Regions from separate parts of the Pan troglodytes genome. Here region 2 is linked to region 1. The links are chromatin contacts, called in public Hi-C maps. All regions are on one chromosome and are shown on one strand. Each heading gives the region's core, a stretch centred on a gene start, on an enhancer-like site or on the middle of the called end of the contact. The rest is flanking DNA. Distances are from core to core; before and after follow the strand shown. Region 1 holds the start of SOCS3 (suppressor of cytokine signaling 3). Region 2 overlaps CYTH1 (cytohesin 1).

Evidence for each region. A called contact is a pair of places that touch in the nucleus more often than the background predicts.
Region 2: a contact with region 1 is called in a Hi-C map of stem cell-derived neural progenitor cells, with 2.5 times the contacts expected there. The contact joins the enhancer-like site here to the promoter of SOCS3 in region 1. A contact is called at or near these places in 1 of 7 Hi-C or Micro-C datasets (stem cell-derived neural progenitor cells) and 1 of 1 datasets of contacts at active chromatin or transcription factors (stem cell-derived excitatory neurons).

Annotation. Positions count from the first base shown.
Region 1 is chr19:91,372,100-91,376,114 of NHGRI_mPanTro3-v2.0_pri, reverse strand. It overlaps SOCS3 (suppressor of cytokine signaling 3), which reads left to right and starts at 2,083. Exons shown (of 2, transcript XM_001157032.8): 1 at 2,083-2,682; 2 at 3,248-4,015. The coding sequence starts at 3,336. The coding sequence ends at 4,013.
Region 2 is chr19:91,727,459-91,731,496 of NHGRI_mPanTro3-v2.0_pri, reverse strand. All of the region lies in intron 1 of CYTH1 (cytohesin 1), which reads left to right. Among named protein-coding and RNA genes, the nearest start is that of CYTH1, 65 kb to the left of the region's middle. Within about 2 kb of position 2,181, at least 15 of the 24 cell types and tissues checked have an H3K27ac peak or open chromatin away from gene starts, as enhancers often do. A contact at or near this core is called in stem cell-derived neural progenitor cells, where this site is marked.

The DNA.
Region 1 (4,015 bases), core at 834-3,333:
GCTTCTATTTCTATCACGCTTTGATGTGCAGAATCTTTTTTTTTTTTAATTTCAAATCTCTTATGGCAAAAGGTTCTTTTTCTTTCTTCCTTTTCTTTTTTTTTTTTTTTTTTTTTTTTTGAGACAGAGCTCTGTCGCCAGGTTGGAGTGCAATGGCGCGATCTCGGCTCACCGCAACCTCTGACTCCCTGGTTCAAGCGATTCTCCTGCCTCAGCCTCTCAAGTAGCTGGGATTACAAGCATGTGCCACCACACTCAGCTAATTTTTGTATTTTTAGCAGAGACGAGGTTTCACCATGTTGGCCAGGATGGTCTCGATCTCCTGACCTCGTGATCCACCCGCCTCAGCCTCCCAAAGTGCTGGGATTACAGGCATGAGCCACCATGCCTGGCCCTTTTTATTTTATTTTATTTTATTTTTTTTAACAGGGTCTCACTCTGTTGCCCAGACTAAAGTGCAGTGGCACGATCATGGCTCACCGCAGCCTTGACCTCCCTGGCTCAAGCGATCCTTCCACCTCGGCCTCCCAAGTAGCTGGGACTACAGGCACAGGCCACCACTCCTAGCTAACTTTTTTCTATTTTTTGCAGAGATGGGGGTGCTCACTTTGCTGCCCAGGCTGGTCTTGAATGCCTATATGCTCAAGTGATCCTCTCGCCTCCGCCTGCCAAAGGGAAGGAAAAGGTTCGGGCTCCAGTTTTACAGGTGGCAAAACGGAAGCCCAGAGAAACTGTGTGTCTTGTCCAAATCTCACTGAGTCCCCAGCACATGCTGGGGAGAGGTGATGGCACGGACTGAGGATACAGTGGCAAAGGCAGTGCGCACCTATCAATTCCAGGGCCGGCAAAAGGGCCAGTTCTGGGTTCTGGCATCCCAAGCTCCCTGTCCCTGGCGGCAGTCTCTTCCTTGCCTTTCACCACCTCATTATCCTGGTATCTAGGAAGAGCGCAGGGCCCCAGGCCCACAGCGTCTGCATCCCGAGAGGTGAAAATCTAAATGCCACGGAGGCAGCTCTCGGGTGTCTCCAGCACCACACAGCCCATTTGGGGACAAGATGACAAAACTTGCCATCCTTCATAAGGCTGGCCCCGGGTCTCCAAGCCCAAACTATCTACATCAGTGCCAACGTGACCAACAGCAAAGCAATCTTTCACCTCAATCACTTCCTCTCCTCCCCTCTACCCCCTCCCCGCCAGTGATCAAGTCCTCCCCCCACCCCAAGAGAGGCAGGGGGTCACATTCCAGGGGGTGTGGGCCATCTGGCAGTAGCCTGAACCCCTGAAAACTGCTTTCCGGAAATTCTCTCCTGCTAGAATTTTATTCCCAGGTCTGACCCCAGCCTGGGGTGTGAATTCCCCCTTCTCGGCCACCTTTCCAGCTCCGGAGACAGCCATTCCCGCAGACCCCTGGCGTGCCTATTCCAAGGCCTGGGCCGCGCAGCACCAAACTGCACTCCCCTAGGAGACCCCAGGGCGCCCTCTGGCGGACGCGGGCCGTAGGTTGGGGCCATCGTTCCACCTCGAGCTCTCCAGCCCGGCCGAGAGCACCTGGCCCAACCCACACCGGACCAACGAGGTTTGCAGACCCCAGTGCATGAAAGCGTCTTCATAGGGGAGGGGAGGGGGGCTCCACACTCGCGTCAGGGTTGGCAAAGAACCTGGCAGTGGGCCGAGGCTGGGTAGCTGCCACGAAGGGGCGTCCCCTGCAGCCCTGGGTCTCCCCTCTGGAATCTGCCCGCAGGTGACTGTCGCACGTCTCCAACCTCCGGCTCCCGGGTCTGACCCCAGCCCCGCTGCCTGGCTGTGGGGTAGCCCCACTTCCCTTTCGGCTGGCCCGGGCCGCCTGACCCGCAGTTGGGCCCTCGGGGAGGCCCGGGTGGCGGCGAGGGGGTGTCCCCACGGGGTCCGGGAAAAGGGGAAGGGGAACCGGGAGGCTCTCCAGGTCGGCCTCCTAGAACTGCCCGCTCTCCCGAAGCGGCGCCCCCGCCTCTGCCAGAAATTAGCCTTCTTAGAAGGGAGGGGGGTGGGGGGAAAGTGTGAATGAGAAGTTGGGGGCGGAGCGCGCGGCGGGGAGGGGCCGCTGCCAGGAACGCGCCGCCGGGGCTGGCGCCGCGCCCACCGGCCGCCTCGGCCGCCTCTCGTCGCGCTTTGTCTCCGCGCGCGTCCCTCCCGGTCCCTGCCCCTGCTCGCGGCCCGCCCTCGGCGCCCGCGGCCCCTCCCTCACCCTCCGCGCTCAGCCTTTCTCTGCTGCGAGTAGTGACTAAACATTACAAGAAGGCCGGCCGCGCAGTTCCAGGAATCGGGGGGCGGGGCGCGGCGGCCGCCTATATACCCGCGAGCGCGGCCTCCGCGGCGGCTCCGACTTGGACTCCCTGCTCCGCTGCCGCCGCTTCGGCCCCGCACGCAGCCAGCCGCCCGCCGCCCGCCCGGTCCAGCTCCCGCCGCGGCCCCTTGCCGCGGTCCCTCTCCTGGTCCCCTCCCGGTTGGTCCGGGGGTGCGCAGGGGGCAGGGCGGGCGCCCAGGGGAAGCTCGAGGGACGCGCGCGCGAAGGCTCCTTTGTGGACTTCACGGCCGCCAACATCTGGGCGCAGCGCGGGCCACCGCTGGCCGTCTCGCCGCCGCGTCGCCTTGGGGACCCGAGGGGGCTCAGCCCCAAGGACGGAGACTTCGATTCGGGACCAGGTAGGAAGGAGGAGCGCGGCGTGGGGAGGGGTCTCGCTCAGTCCCGGGAGCTTTTCCCGGTTTCCCCTCCCCTTCCCGGGTCATTCCCGGCAGGGAGGTGACGAGGTAGGGGCAGAGCGGATGGAAGCCGGAGATCCCAGGTTCCCGGAATACTCCGGCTGGGGCCTTCGGGCTTCTCCTGTCCCCTCCCTACCCCCGTGCCTCGGGTTTCTCCCTCCGTCCACACCGCCCGGGGCTACTGGACTGAGCGGCGCCCAGGCAGTCCCGGGGGCCCTTCTCCTGCTCCCCACCCGGCCACACTCCTGGAGACCTAACTTCCGCGCGCGAGTTTCCCACGCTGCGCCCTTGCAGTGCGCGCCTGGGAAGGGGCTGCCCGGGGCCACCCTGCCGGCAGGGGCGGGAGCCGTGCGGGCTCCGTGAGGCGCCTGGATCGGAGCGCGGGCCCAGGAGAGGGCCCCCGGGGCAGTGGGTGCCCCAGTCGCTCGGCGAAGGCAGGGGAGCCGGGGCGGGCCGGGCGCGCTGGAGGGTTCCGGGCACTCACGCGCTCGCGCCTTCCTCTCCGCAGCCCCCCGGGATGCGGTAGCGGCCGCTGTGCGGAGGCCGCGAAGCAGCTGCAGCCGCCGCCGCGCAGATCCACGCTGGCTCCGTGCGCCATGGTCACCCACAGCAAGTTTCCCGCCGCCGGGATGAGCCGCCCCCTGGACACCAGCCTGCGCCTCAAGACCTTCAGCTCCAAGAGCGAGTACCAGCTGGTGGTGAACGCAGTGCGCAAGCTGCAGGAGAGCGGCTTCTACTGGAGCGCAGTGACCGGCGGCGAGGCGAACCTGCTGCTCAGTGCCGAGCCCGCCGGCACCTTTCTGATCCGCGACAGCTCGGACCAGCGCCACTTCTTCACGCTCAGCGTCAAGACCCAGTCTGGGACCAAGAACCTGCGCATCCAGTGTGAGGGGGGCAGCTTCTCTCTGCAGAGCGATCCCCGGAGCACGCAGCCCGTGCCCCGCTTCGACTGCGTGCTCAAGCTGGTGCACCACTACATGCCGCCCCCTGGAGCCCCCTCCTTCCCCTCGCCACCTACTGAACCCTCCTCCGAGGTGCCCGAGCAGCCGTCTGCCCAGCCACTCCCTGGGAGTCCCCCCAGAAGAGCCTATTACATCTACTCCGGGGGCGAGAAGATCCCCCTGGTGTTGAGCCGGCCCCTCTCCTCCAACGTGGCCACTCTTCAGCATCTCTGTCGGAAGACCGTCAACGGCCACCTGGACTCCTATGAGAAAGTCACCCAGCTGCCGGGGCCCATTCGGGAGTTCCTGGACCAGTACGATGCCCCGCTTTAAGG
Region 2 (4,038 bases), core at 932-3,431, 360 kb before region 1:
CCTGGTGTCATTACAACTGTTTGCTTTACATCTCTCTTCCGTTACATTTTACCTGAAAGATACACTGGATTTTGGTTGCATTCTTATCCCTGCCTTAAAGATCTGACCCCACATATTTGTAATGTCAGCATGGAGTTTTGTGAAAGTTGAAAATTACTTTTCTCAGTGAGGGGAAAAAAGTTCCCCTAAACCAACCCATTCTCCACTTGCAGTAATGATCTGTAAGAACTTTATCTTTGACTCCTCGACTGTTTTTTTTTTTCTTGTTTGCTGCCTTACCTGCAGTTGTTAGCCATGCCTCACAGCACTGCCTTCTTATCCTATAGTTTTTAACTTACCAGATTTTGTATTATTGTGGGTCATTTTTATGTTCCCCAAGTGATATAAAAGCTGTAGTCATTTTAAACAGTACTCTGCTCAGGAAGCAACCTCTTAGCTTACTGTTTGCTTTGAGGCACAGATAGCCGAAGTAACTTGCCCAGGGTCATCCAGCTGGTGAGTGTGGCCCCAAGCTAGGCTTAGGACCCAAGACCACTCCCTGTAGAGTGGCAGTCCCCGGATCCGTCCCAGAAGTTGGGTGAGGCACCCATGCTGTGGATTCATACAGCCTTGTGCATGATCCCTCGTTAACATGCACACCTGAAGTCATCACCTTCTCAGTGGATGCTTCCAGGGACTGCTGCTCCTGCTGGAAGGAACCAGATCTGTCTCTTCAGTGTTGTACCCCCGCTGCCTTCCACCTAGTAGGCAAGCAGTAAATGCAGGCTGAATGCGTCAATGATGACATTGTTAGAAAGAAGCAAAAGAGGAAGACGAATTGGGTATGCAGATAAAGGAAAAACATTTGGCATTTGTTGGGCACCTATTTGTGCTCACAGCTTTATCTTTTCCGTCACGCATTCCTCACAACAGTGCTAATAACTGCAGTGCCATTTTACAGCTGGACAAAACTGAGGCCCAGAGAGATTAGCAGTTTGTTGAACATTGGTATGTCTCCAAAGCCTGAGTTGTTTCCAGTATTTTGAAGTTTTTCAAATTATAAGTCACTGGGATTTTCTGGGAGACAAAGTGTCTTACACCCATAGGGTAGTGCAGAGGGAGGTGAACACGCTGGTTTGTTTAAGGTCTAACTAGTAGGATTGACACAGGTATGTGGCGAGTAAGTGCTGAATACTGGAACCAGTGCTCAGGATATTTGGAGTTTCTTAGCCCTCATGCCATGATCACTGTATCTTTGGAGGTTGGAGGAACAAGATGGTTTCCCAGATGCGCGCTTTTGAACCCAAAGCCTGGTTTGTAAATAGCCAGTTGTTCTCCTCTGAGCAGGTGGCAGTTTCTGTAGAGGCTGTAGAAAAGCTGGGTGCTTTATTTCATTACTGCCACTGGTGTTTTAGGCAGAGCTTAAGGTTAAGAGAGAAGGAGCGTGTGTGTGTGTGTGTGTGTGTGTGTGTGTGTGTGTGTATTCAGTGTTTATGAAACTTCCAGGTCTGTAAAGGGGTGTGGCCGTGATTAGCATGAGGGCACCCGTTGGCAGCAGGCCAGCTGGAGGGGATGAAAAGGAAATGGCAATGACCTCCTTGGCCTGGGAGCAACTCTGACTAAGGTAGTTACCTTTTGTATATTTACCTTCTCCGCAAATGAGGGCTCACTCCTTAATTACTTTATAAAATGTTTCCCTGCGTTGTTGGTTTAAATATGGACCTTTTTATCCATTGAAAGGCAGAGGCTATAAGAAGGATGCTGGTTAATCATTATAGTGGAAAAAAATAAGGCAAGTGATGTATTTTAAAGGGGATTTAGGACAGTGTGGTCCTGGCAGCTGCTATGTGTCTGCCAAGCAGAACCTGCTGTCAGAGAGCTGCGTTTTCCATGGAACTTTATGGCATATCCCCGGGCATCTGCCTGTGGCCGGTGGAGCGCGGGTTGCAGGATTTTAGACTAGAGCCCGCCGTGTGCTCATGTATCGTCCTCTGGCTTGGAAAGAGGGCTCTGTCCCTTTAAGACAGTCCTCCTTTGTATGCCACTGGCTGGAACCCATTTCAGCTCTGGGTTTCTGCCGACTGTTAAAATCTGCAAAGCAACATTTAAATAAATAAATAAATGAAAGCTTCCCTTGTGTGGCTTTCCTATTCACAGCCAAGCACAATAGCGCCTTGTTGTTTTTGTCACTTTAATCCCCTTCATTAAATTGGAACCCTGGAAAGGAATGGTGATGGGGCTGATGCTGGACCGTCCCCCTGACTGCCAGCCGGACACCTTGCAGATTAACCTTTGTGGGCATGGATTCTGGGTGCCCCTCTGGCAATGGGCGAGGAGGGCGAGCGACCGGGTGGTGTGTCAGGGCGGCTCCCCCTCTGGTTTGTCTCCATTGTGCTCAGGCAGCTGGCAGGGACAACCTGCTGCCCTCCCCAGTGGCCATTCTTTTAAAGAGCAAGGGGTTCAGCCGCCTCCCTGGCACACCGCCTCCCTGGCACATAAGCATGGCTGCAGCACGTGGCAGTGGGGGAGGGAGGAGCTGTTTGTTGTGCTGCCATCTGGCCCATCTGAGCCGTTCTTTTGCAGTTTAACCCTAATGGCTACACAGGAGAGAAGCGGCGTGAATAGACGGGTTTCCCAGGGTGCGGACGGTGCTTTCCCAGAAACTCCCGGGCTGTGAGGTAGCCATGGGTATTTCTGACCACCACCTTTCTTGTTCCAGCTGTGGCCTTCGCAGCATCCTGAAGACACTAGCCAAGACTGTAGGAATCAATCACACCTCAGCTCTCCAGCAATAGTGTTGATTCTTCATGCTGCTAAATGAAATTAAGCATTTTGTTTTTGGATGTTTTTTCTGTCCGGGGCAGCATGAGAATGAAGGCTTGAATTAAAGATTTGATGTTGCATTGTTAAGTTTATGCAGAGGAAAATACTTATTAAAATATTAGATTTTGCCTCATCTCAGAATAAAATTCCACTAGAAAAATGAGGTGTAGTTCAGCTTTTTAAAATAAAGTTCTTGAATGATTGGTTGAGCCAGAAGGGAAGCAGCATTATGATTTAAAGTTAGTAAGTATGGAATGGAGAAGTAATTTAGCAGTCATGTGGCGAATTTCAGGAGATTGGATCAAAATAAATGTAGATAAATGTCTTACTTATTCTAGCTACAAATTAGCCAGAAGCGTTTTCTGTCTGACTCCAAGGACACAGAAGGGCTATCTTTTCTAGTGACCATAGTTGTACATTTTTAGTCTTTTGTTTTCAAATTGTCATAGTACATATGTATATGTATTTTAAAGCAAGTATTCAGGGGCTTATATGTCCTGTCTCTCTATTCCCAGACCCACTCCCCAAAGCAGCCACTATTAATTCACTTTTTTCTGCTTTTAGGTCTTCTAGTGGGTGCTGCCAAGTTCTTAAATTGGTGATTATTTTGTCAAAATCAAAGGTTATCTCCTGCCTTCTGCCTATGATGGATGAGGATGCAGCTCACACCATTCTCTTCCTTCCTTCTCTCACTGTCCATTTTTGATAGTTGATCACAATTTTCAGTTCCTGGATTTTTACCTTTGGCATATTTACAGCGTGGGTTTCTTGTTCATGATCGATCCTTATCCATGCCTCTGGTCTCTAGTGTTGTAGGAGGAAGCTGTGGGGACCATTTGGGACCCTGCTGCCCTCTCCACTTTGCTTCCCTCAAACTTTGGTCAGCTCTTCCTTCACCTTGGTAACAGATAGCTTTGCTTCTCCAGCCTGGGTTGGTCTTTCATGCTTTGTCTACAGGGTGATTCTGCAAGTTAACCACCAGCGACCAGCACCATGACAGGAATGTAGATACCACTCACCGTAGAGCCAGGTGCCCACTCAAAGGGAGCTGTTCCTGGCGCCCCTGATGGCCCAGAGGACACCACTCGGGGGCATGTTTCATTTCTTCTGTGATTTCCTGTAGTTGAGTTTTTCCTGTTGCCCAGTCCTTTTTATTCTCTTGAGAGGAAACCGAATGATGCCTGTTGGTATCACACAGTTTTCTCAGCTGCTTTCTCCTTCATTCTCTGGTTTCGA